2 separate regions of the Gasterosteus aculeatus genome follow, and region 1 is linked to region 2. The links are chromatin contacts, called in public Hi-C maps. All regions are on one chromosome and are shown on one strand. Each heading gives the region's core, a stretch centred on a gene start, on an enhancer-like site or on the middle of the called end of the contact. The rest is flanking DNA. Distances are from core to core; before and after follow the strand shown. Region 1 overlaps LOC120811645 (partitioning defective 3 homolog). Region 2 holds the start of nrp1a (neuropilin 1a).

Region 1 (5,060 bases), core at 593-3,092, 390 kb before region 2:
ACACTTAAGTGGATCCGCGGTGCCCCATTTAATGCAGTAGGATGATAAAGGTTTTGTTGGGGGAGAGTCAGAGAGTTAAAACCATCAAACCAAAATACGTCACCTCATTGTGCTTATGAAAATACTTTTTGGTGCTTACTTCATGGACAAATTTCGCAATTACAACAATTTGATGTATTAAATATTTAAATCTAACGGCAGAAGCAACAGCTGAAATACTGATATATCCTGAATGGCAACCAGTGTGAAATAAATGTTCTGTAACCCAGATGCTACCCTGTGTTTGATTGTTCTCTTGTAATTACCAGCATGTGGCTGCTATTGTGTTGTGTATGTGTGTGTGTGTGTGTTATTATGGCACAATGTGGTCCTGGAATAACCTACAGTAACGTGAAACTACCACAGAGTGGTTTTGAGCCTTTTGCCAAGTGTTTATGTAAATCTGTGCATGGTTGTGTCACATAATTTGGCATATGAGAGGTTGAGATCCAAATGAACGGCAAGTTCTGCGGCTACTGTTTGTAAATATGTCTTCCAAAGGACGTGCGACAGAAAAACGGTCATACGAATTGACGTTTTGTCTTGAAAGTCACTTTTGTTTGTAGTATTGAACTAAACTGCGCCCACCACAGCCTGGATGTTAATTCTCTAGTGGACGTGATGGTTGTAAATGTGGTATAGCTGTCTATGTGAAGTCTAAAGCAACCCCCAACCCTCAGTAACAGCGATGCGGCATCAGTAGAGTGCAGGGATGTATGAGGCTGGGACAGTTTCTCGAGCTTCCTCTCAGCCGCCAGCACCTGCTTCTGTTCACTGTACTTGTAGCTAGTAGCCCCCCCCCCCACACACACACACGTATCCTGGCCACAGAGTGTAAATGTCCACACCCAGCATGCAGTCAATGAAAAAGACACTCTGATGAGACAGCCAATTTGTATGTTCACCTAAGAACACCACACACTTGGACAGAGACCCACATGTCCATAAACCCTCCGGTGGTCAGCTGTAATTAGCCCCGGCCAGAGTCAGCACTGTGACCTGAACGACCCGGTGCAGGAGCAGAACCCCCCCCCCCCCTCCCCCCTCTGCTGCTCTGTTCAGTTAGTGGAAGTAAGCAGTTTTTCCATTTAATTTTCCTCTGGGGGTTTGTTGTCTTTATTGTCTGTTGTTGCTGGTTTATTATGTTCTTATGTTTTGAACTTCACTTAGTCGGGGAAGATTTGTTGAGCACTGTTGTTCTTTTTCAGCAACTCCCTCTACCCCACCTACGCAGTTACAATCCTTCACGGTGGGGAGGGGCTTTTTGTGCTGTTTCTATTGGACGCTGAAGCACAGGCCTTCACCATTAGCTAGTCTCAGTCTTCTTCTATTATTCTTCTACCCTTATTTCATTTGTTGGATGTGCATAATGTTTAAATAAAGCAATGGAACCTTGAAAATCATTTCTATCCAACCATCTATCAATCAGAAGTATCCCGGTACAGGTCGTTCTATGAAGTGAGCTATATTATATAAAATGATCTACCATATCTCATAATGGTCTGTACTCTTTTGACAAAATGATCCTCTCCTAAGACCAATGTGATGAAACAGTGTGTACCAAAGTACCACAGTCTAATGGTTTTTACAACACACACGGCAACAGGAGCACACAAGCCACACAATATTTTGGACGAATGGAAGAGTTCAAATATCTGGAGAAAGTATTGCTGTTCTGACCACACAGTGTTGCAATCTACAACCTCTCTATATGTGCACTGTGTGTCCTGTTGTCAGTGTGTGCTTTGGCAACCGCTTCCCTGGAATGAATGAGTCATGTAAGGTGAGGCAGGCGAGTTGTTGACGGACCACAGGTGTCATTTTACTCCATTTACCAGTAGAACATGGTATGTTGGGCTGTGTGTGTAGTACACTCTAGCCAGTTGTTATGTGGTTATTAGCATATGCAGTATGACACACACGGACTCTGAGCCTGGGGTAAGATATGAAAGCACTCCATACTGCAGAGCAGCAGGCTCCTCCATCTTATGACGGGGGTTTCCTGTAAAACAGGTGAAATCACGTCATGTCAGCAATCGTGTCTTTCAGCTCAGAGGCCACCCAGCTAGTCACGTATGTGTTTTCGATTTCTCACCCATGAAGGCCTCCTTACACAAAGAGATTTCTGCCATCACGCCAAATTGTTCCCGACATGGCGTCGACTCGCCCGCATACTGTCTGGAAATGGCGGGGCGTTTAACTCAAGCCGGGGATTGGCAGTGCCAAAACGAGAAAGAAAAGTGGAGGGGCCCACACAGACAGAAAAACACACACACATTTACACGCCTCTGTCGAAAAACAACCATGCACACACACACACACACACACACACACACACACACACACACACACACACACACACACACACACACACACACACACACACAGTCTACACTACCATCCTTGTATCATGCAGGAGGACATTTGTCCCGGTTGACAGCTGTCAGGGCTGCTTAGGTTCCAGTGTCTGGATATTTTGCCATACAAGCTTATTATGTGCAGCAGTGAAGTCCTGTGGAGGAGCCCGGGATCGCCTCCAGGGAGCCGATTTGGGTCAGCCGCCATTAAACAGTCCCTAAACTGAGGTGACAGATACAGGCCCCCGACTCGGATCCCGTTGGCCTCCCAAAGAGCCCCGGAGGGGTGTCCCTCGGAGCACTAAGATAACAAAGGAGTCTCTTTCCTCTATTATCCTCATGTAGCGAGCGCTGCTCCCACTGGCATCAGACAGAGATCCAGGCAAAGAGATCACATTTTTGCTTTTTATCCCCGCTTCTCTGTCAGTGTGGCTGCATTGAGCTACAAAGAAACCACATCAGAGTCTTTCTCCCGCTCGCCTCATGAGGGCAACAGAGCATTCTCTGTGCGACTCTCCATCACAGTCGTCTGCTGGGAAATTACTTATACAAAGTCCCAGCCAGTTCAACAGCGGCTGCAATCTTGAGCAGGAAACTTCAATCTACCATCAATTGGTTATTATTTTGAATATAGACCTATTTCTCTCTTACTCCGCTGCCTATCAGCTCCTTGTTAAACCAAGCGAGGGTCTCTTCTGCATGACAAGTATTCCTCTACAGCTTTTGTCTCAAGGGTTTCCAGACCATGAGCGCCGGTTTTCAACACTTGACTACTTCTCTCGGAACTATATGTAATTACCCTCACAGAGCCAAAGTCACCCTAAGGTTATGTCTGAAAATTGGCTCTCAAATAGTCTTTGGTCTGTTTTAGACTGTGTTGGTTTATTACAGGCCAGTTTTATTTCAACTTTTGGGTGGATGCATGTTAAGCGCAGGATCTTTTCCTCCATTCTGATGATTTTGTATGCATCCATTTAAAGTAACTGCAGCTGTTATTTTTATAGAGAAATGGGGGAGTAAAGTCCACCTGAGCATTGTTGATCAGGGCCTTGATTACAGGTGATATGAGCGGGCTGGTTAGGGTGTGTTGTTTGAATAAAGCTGTGAGCACACAAATCGAACCAGGCTTCTAAGATTTAATTGACCATATTGATTTTGAAATGTCCATATGTTTTGATGCTTTTTATGTGGGGGCCTTGCTGAAATGTATTTACTAACACTTTTGACCTAAAGACACTCACATGCCCTGATTAATGTATTTGAGCAAAAGGAAAAGAAACGTTTTGAGTTAAATCAAAGAAGCAAAGAAACAGAAAAAATGGAAGACCTACAAAATATATATATCCCAGCAAAGAGAACAGAACAAAGCAACACGGGATAAAGGGAAGAAACTCGATGTGAGTGGAGCGCGGGCCTTGCCTCTCACTTAGCTGAGTCTGGCGGTAGTGGCTGGCGCCGTACCCAGCTGAAGTTGACACTGGCGCAGTGAGGCAGGGAGGTGGTGCCAGAGCCGGGAAGCTAAGCCTGGCTCGAAAAGCTTTAGACGGGCATATAGCAGACAGTGGGCTGAATCCTCTGTAACAGCCCGGCTATGTGCGCTCATTGCCCCTCTCCTCGGGAGAGAAGGCCAAAGACCGTTCCAGATTATGAGCCGCTCTGCTGGAATACTGGAGGCTTATGGGCCTGCTGAAGTGCTTTACCTGAAGTGCTTTCCTCAAGCACAACTGCTGGTCGGGCCAGTTCCATTTTTGTCAAACAAATTCAAATAGCACATACTGTAATTGAAAGGTTTTCTGAAATTTGGATCATTTTTATATAAATATTATATATAGTTTCTTGAAAACTCGTTGAAAATCCACACACCTCCTTGGCCCCGATTGAAACAGTATTTTTCTCCATCTTTATTATGCAGCGCAACTTCCGCTATATTTCTGTCTTCTGCACTACGGGGAAGAGTGGTGTGGAGTGGACTACAGAGGGTATCAGAAGGTCAGCGGGCCGGTTGGAGAGAATGTGTCTCAGCATGTCTTTGTGTTCAAACGTGGTTTTATCCGGAAGGGATTTTTAGTTTGAAATTGTCATAAGGCCCCTCCGCCACTTCCTTCCTCCTTTTGTGGAAAAAAAGAAAGAAAATCCCATTCATCACACACAGTGTGTGTGTGTGTGTGTGCGCGCGTACAGTACAGTATGTGTACATGGAGAATGTTGAGAGTCCCCGCATGAATGCCTTACGTCTCCTCTACAGCAGATGTGTTCGCAGCCCAGGGCTCCTCGGTTGCAGCTCGTTATGGGAATGTGTGTGTGTGTTTGTGTGTGTGTGTGCAAGAAGGCTTCTTGCTATTCCCATTTGGATGTCAGCGGGGAGTTTGTCTATAAAAGGCAGGAATAATAGGCACCCATTTATCTGCAAAGACACTCATCCATCAGCGTACACACACACACACACACACACACACACACATCTGATGGTTTGTGATATTATTGCTCTGTTGTGCCAGAAGCCCTGTCCTGTATACATGCATTAGTGTAAATGCCTGTCTCTACACAGACGGAAGAAGAGTCATGTGTTCCCCCGTCTATAACTCTCTCTGGCTTTCCTTGTTTAAGGACCATTACACTCAAGCAGCCCTGAGTCACCCGCTAACACTGTGGCCTCACCTACTC
Region 2 (5,625 bases), core at 351-2,850:
TTATTGTAGTGGATTGAGAAAGCAACAGAGAAGTCCTTCAGCAGTGCGGGCTTCTGACCCTCGTTAGAGACGCGGAATGGAGGGGACTTTTATTCTTTGTTTCCCTTCCCCTTTCTGAAGAGTTGTACAATGTCATGTATTTATTTTCAAGTAACAAATTAACATTTTCATTTTCATTTTGCACTATACTGTACGTTGCCCACCTATTTTAAATCAAAACATGTTCAAAAAATTCAAAAAGGAGGTTTTGGGAATACACACGTCTAGGATCGGTCATTAATTAATCAAACCGTGGGGACCACTCACTCAAAAGAGGCTTTTCTTTCACAACTGTCATGTGGGACTCATTCAACAGTTTCTGTTGTTCGTGTTTTAATCGTTTTTGATACCAAATATTTCTCCTCATGAGGACATTTTGGTCAAAATGGCATATGTTGTCATTCATGAGGCTGGCTGCATTTGTCAACAAAAGAAAAAAAGACAGAAAGACTGATTGACAACAGAGAACTGCTTGTATGTTCACGGAAAAACAGTGTGGGTCCCATGGGCACCTACAGCCCCCCAGAAAACAGAGGCATCAGCTCATATTAGCTCTATGATATTCTTATATTTGTACAGGAACTTTTTGTTTTTATCGAGTTTAACAGTGCCTTTAAAAATTCCACAAAACAACTCACAGTGCTAATGAGTGCTGTGAACGGGAAGCTGAAATAAATCCAGCGCAATGAGGAACAATTCTAAAGGTCCAATTAAAAAAGGGGGATGAACCACTGGTTGTCTGCTTAAGTGTTGCGGCCCTCATTGGGGTCTGCTGTTGTGGTCCACAGACTCCCAACCAGTCCTCTCCGACCACCATGGATACCTGGGCCTCATGTGGTAGAGTGCTTAATATCTCCCAAAGGTATACTAGTGGGGGAAAGATACTTATTCCTGCTGCTGCCCCCATGTCATATCGTCTCTTTTTGTTACTGCGTCCTGAGCATCAATAGGCAATACGGTCAGTTGGAACTCGGGCGACGTAACACCACATCTCAACCCTGTCCCTAAACCCTAGCCATAGCTGAAGAGCTTTTGAGGTGACATGAGAACAGGATGGCACTGAGGTGCAAAAGGGCTCAACTATAGACCTCTTTGAAATATCCTCAGGTAGGAGGGGAGTTGCTCCTCACCACGGATTGGCCCAGTCGACTGTCTGAAATTTATGGAGGTGCAGGGGATTAGTGATTAGTCATCAGGGTTCTGATTGCAAGAGTCAAAGGGCAAAGTGGGCTTTAAATTCTACACCGCCTTTAAAAACTGTCCAATTCAATAAACAATTACTAACATGGATGAAAACCCTGCAATAAAAGACAATAAATAAAGACACGATAAAACATGCTGACACAGCAAAGAGAGGTAGACTTAAATCACAGATGAGTTATTTACTCATTGCATGCTTTGTGACACGCTTGAAGACGCCATCGGGCTAGTTTTTTTTTTTTAATCAAATGTGTATTTCTGATGCGTCCAAAAAAGCTGGAGGCTGACAGAATAAAGAGAGGAAGCTGGGGGTATCCGCAGCACGATGCCGGAGACACCCGCTCCACACACAGACACACGCCTGCGCACGCGCACGCCCGTAAACAACCACGCGCGCGCACTCATCCCTCGTAAAGGGGCGTGTGGCGCTGCCAGCGACTCAAACCTTCTGCATTTGCTTCAGCGGAAGAGCCGAGAGCGGTGGCGCGCGGAGAACCGGGCGAAGTGGAAGAAACAACTTGCGGCAGATCAACCAGGACTTTTCCGTTTATCTACATTATTTTGATTTTTTCGGTCCCTCTGGTATTTTAGGAACTGCCTATTTTTACCACCACACTGGCCGGATTTCTCTTGAGACAGCGCCGAAAGAAAGGGGGCGAAACAAGAAGAGAGTCCTGGAGAGATCAGCGCCGCGGAGGAGACTAGTCTGTGCGCGGAGAGGAGAGCGAGTGGCCAGCTGTCGGCTGTGCGTCTTTGCGCGGTGGCGACCGAGGACCGAACTAGACTCCGCTGTGGTTCTCCCTCGGCGTACAACGAAAAGGGAGGGGGCGGGGGGGAGGTAACTTGCTTTTGTGAGTCTCTGGAGAAGATCTAGTGTCATTTGAACAGAATCCGAAGGGAAGCCTGTCGGATCATAGCAGCACTCTGCTCCTCCACGCATGTTGGAGGTAGAGAGAGGAGGGCTGGATGCTTGCGGCTTTGCGAGTCCTCAAAACGCAGGTGAATGCAGCAGTTTTTATTTAATGAAATACCTCTGCGTAAGAAAGCACTGATCCGATGATAGATTATCTCCACTTTCCCACGATTTTACAAATATAAATAAATTGTATTTATTTATTTGGCTTGAATACTAATCAAATGAAATCGTTCATTTTTAAAACTTTGATTAGTTGTGTTTATGCGGGAGAAGTATTTGCTGCTCTGTTCCTTTGTGTGTGTGTGTGTATGTGTGTGTGTGTGTGTGTGTGTGTGTGTGTGTGTGTGTGTTTGTGTGCGTGCGTGCGTGCGTGCGTGCGTGTGTGTCCGTGTGCAGAGTGACCCAGGGCAGCCTTGAGTAAATGACGCAAGGCTACATAAATGTGCGCTTTAATTGATTTCCCCTGAATATCCGAGTGTCGGTTAAATGGTGTCACTGTTGTGGGGCAGGAAATCGGCACATCTGAACAGCTGTCGCTGCATAAAATAAACTTTAAAGGTGTAGAGGGGGGACACTTTCTGTTATTTAGTTTCTGTGGAAAACACAGAACAAACCGGGCCTATTGTGAGCACTGCCGATACGATTCATTCCGAGCGGCTGGAGGATCCGTGTTTAAGGAGACGCAAAAAAGAAGTTCCCTGCATAGATAATTCAGTGTGTCACATAAAATGATCACGATCAGATAAAAGCTGCGGAGGAGACCTAAAACAAAGAACCCCTATCCATTGTAATCGGCATTTAGAATTGTTTACTCTATGATTTACGATCTTTGGTTAAGTGGTATATTTCCTATAGATATAATATTTGATACACGTTGTTATCCCAAATGATGTTTTTTAATATGAGTCATGTTCTGTTAATCTATATCACGATAGCTTATTTTTGTAAAAGAAGACAGGGGATGGGAGGGGAGGGGGTATAGATAAAGAAAGAGTGACGGAGAGAGAGAGAGAGAGAGAGAGAGAGAGAGAGAGAGAGAGAGAGAGAGAGAGAGAGAGAGGGAGGGAAAGGGGGTGAGAGAGAGAGAGAGAGAGAGAGAGAGAGTCATGTCACTTAACGGACTGCTGGTACTCTGTGACTCAGTGTGCGGCTCGTCTTACACATAAAGACACGGGGCTTTACTCACATAGGTCGACTATTTGTCATCACGCCCATCATCATCCCCTCCGAGTCCCGCACTCTGAGTCCTCACACTTTTGTTTGCTATGGGGAGTTGTGTCCGTGCCTTTCTATAAACCGTGTTCGTTTCAGAGGCAGGGCGCAAAGACACACCCGGGGAATGTCCAGAGCGCAAGGCGGCCGCATGCAAGCGCGTATTCCTCTCAAAACCCGCTCACACCTCCGCCTATCTCTTTTGCCTCCCACAGCCAAGGATTAGCTCCAGCTCGGGCACCGTTTGACGGAGTAACAACGCAACACCATCAACGGAGAGTGAGGCCATTTCTTCTTCCACCTCTCCGGGAGGGATATGGCACGGTGCGCGCTGGAGAGAGGAGCGCAACCGGCACAGGCGAGAGGAAAAATGAGCTGAATGACAGGATGCCAGCGACCGGAGCTCCTACACTTCTAACTTCGTTTTATTTAACAGACGCTCTTACTTTATTTTAGTCCTTGTCGAGAGAACAGTACTCGCTGCAGGAACCTGCCGGAGGAGTTTCGTTAACGGAGTTTTTTAAAATCTTTTTTGTATGCGTAATTTAATTTTTGGGGTGAGGAAACAAGGATGCATTGTGGATTAGTCTTGATCCTGTTCATGGGAATCCTTCTGGTGGTCAAGGCTTTCAAAAACGGTAAGTGTGATATCTGATATCTATATAAATAAAGCGTATGTGTACTCTGCAAAGCTTCTAATCCCAATATTTTTCTGAAAGATTAGTCTGCTCGGATCAGCGCTGATCTTTTGACAAAGTCGCACAGCGCTCACCTGCCCATTCCGCCAACACCGCGGAAATCCCTCTTATTATATTTCAGCGGAGACTTTAATTTAATAATTGTTTAATGGTGACCAGTGTTCGTCGTGGTCCTATTTAATTGTTTTTCTTTTTTAGTGTACACCTTGTATTCATGATATCCCTCCCATAATATTTTCACTTCATGGATTTTTTCATTACCCGTGATGCCCTCAAAATATCCCAAATAATGTTGTTAATTCGTATTTATGCAACCAACAGTCCATCGTGATGCTTGTAACCTAAAACTTCCTTTGAGAGAACGATTGTATCCCGTTTTGTGGGGGCAGCTATCGGTTAACAAGCAGGGTGTGTTAGTGAAGTTCAAAAAGTCAGCCCAAATCCCCGGTTTACGCAACTTCCCCTTGTTCTGTTCTCTTCAGCTCCCGTTTCCTTTCTATTTGGCGCTTTCGTTCCACGCTTATTTTTTCGATTTAATTGATCTTCAAGAGGTGCGTGTATGTATCAGAGAAACACTCGGTAGCAGCTTTCATTTTTAATTAGTGAAAACGTGCCCGAATAAAGATGAATGCGACTTGTGGCCCTCTGAAAAAAACAAAGGATAATTCCCTTTTATGGTGAAACTCTTCAGAGGAACAACTCTCCAATTACACTTTTTAATAGCATTTATACGATTCGCAAAGCTGCTCCGTATCTTATTATAATATGAGGGACTGCTCCTTTATCTCGATGCTCCTTTATCTCAGTGCGCCACTGCAAGGCTGCTCCGTATTAACTAACCATAAACAATAGTAATTCAAATTATTACTAAATACCAATATGCATGTACGATGTGTGTCAGTTAGTCGCTGCATACCCTTTGCTTGTCTTGACCAATTCGACTCTGTAAACGATATATCGATAAATTAAACTGAAAAAATTAAACTGAAAAGTTTCTCGGACACTGTCCTAAGGTTTCACATATATAGATAACCCACTATCTCTCTCTCGCTCTCTCTATATACATATATACATCATGCTACCGACCGCTAGAATATAGCTATTGTATTTGGGGCATCACGTTGTGAAATATGTCTTTTATTTCCTTAAAGACCTTTTTTTTCTCTCCTCGGCAGATAAATGTGGAGGCAACATCAGAATCTCAACCGCCAACTACCTCACCTCGCCCGGATACCCCCAATCCTACACCCCTTCCCAGAGATGCGTGTGGGTGATATCCGCGCCTGGTCCACACCAGCGGATACTCATCAACTTCAATCCGCATTTCGATCTGGAGGACCGGGAGTGCAAGTAAGTACACCCCAATATTTTCTATGGAAAAAGGATGTGTAAAAAAATAAATAGAGTTTGTCACAGTGGGGCCCCAATCTGACTGAAGGTTTGTGTGGAATAATGACATAGAGTGAAACCTGTGATCATATTTTGTTTTCTTTTGCCAAAATGGGTGAATAAAATATCATTCTTAGTGATATGACTTTGTCTGGGAAGCTCACTTTGGGA

The links. A called contact is a pair of places that touch in the nucleus more often than the background predicts.
Region 1: a Hi-C map of whole body shows a contact between it and region 2, with 2.7 times the contacts expected there. The contact joins the enhancer-like site here to the promoter of nrp1a in region 2. A contact is called at or near these places in 3 of 6 Hi-C or Micro-C datasets (skeletal muscle and whole body).

What each region holds. Positions count from the first base shown.
Region 1 is chr21:9,102,048-9,107,107 of fGasAcu3.hap1.1, reverse strand. All of the region lies in intron 2 of LOC120811645 (partitioning defective 3 homolog), which reads left to right. Among protein-coding and RNA genes, the nearest start is that of trnaw-cca, 12 kb to the left of the region's middle. Within about 2 kb of position 1,842, at least 6 of the 9 cell types and tissues checked have open chromatin away from gene starts, as enhancers often do.
Region 2 is chr21:8,713,120-8,718,744 of fGasAcu3.hap1.1, reverse strand. It overlaps nrp1a (neuropilin 1a), which reads left to right and starts at 1,600. Exons shown (of 18, transcript XM_040167066.2): 1 at 1,600-2,238; 2 at 3,583-4,005; 3 at 5,241-5,415. The coding sequence starts at 3,939.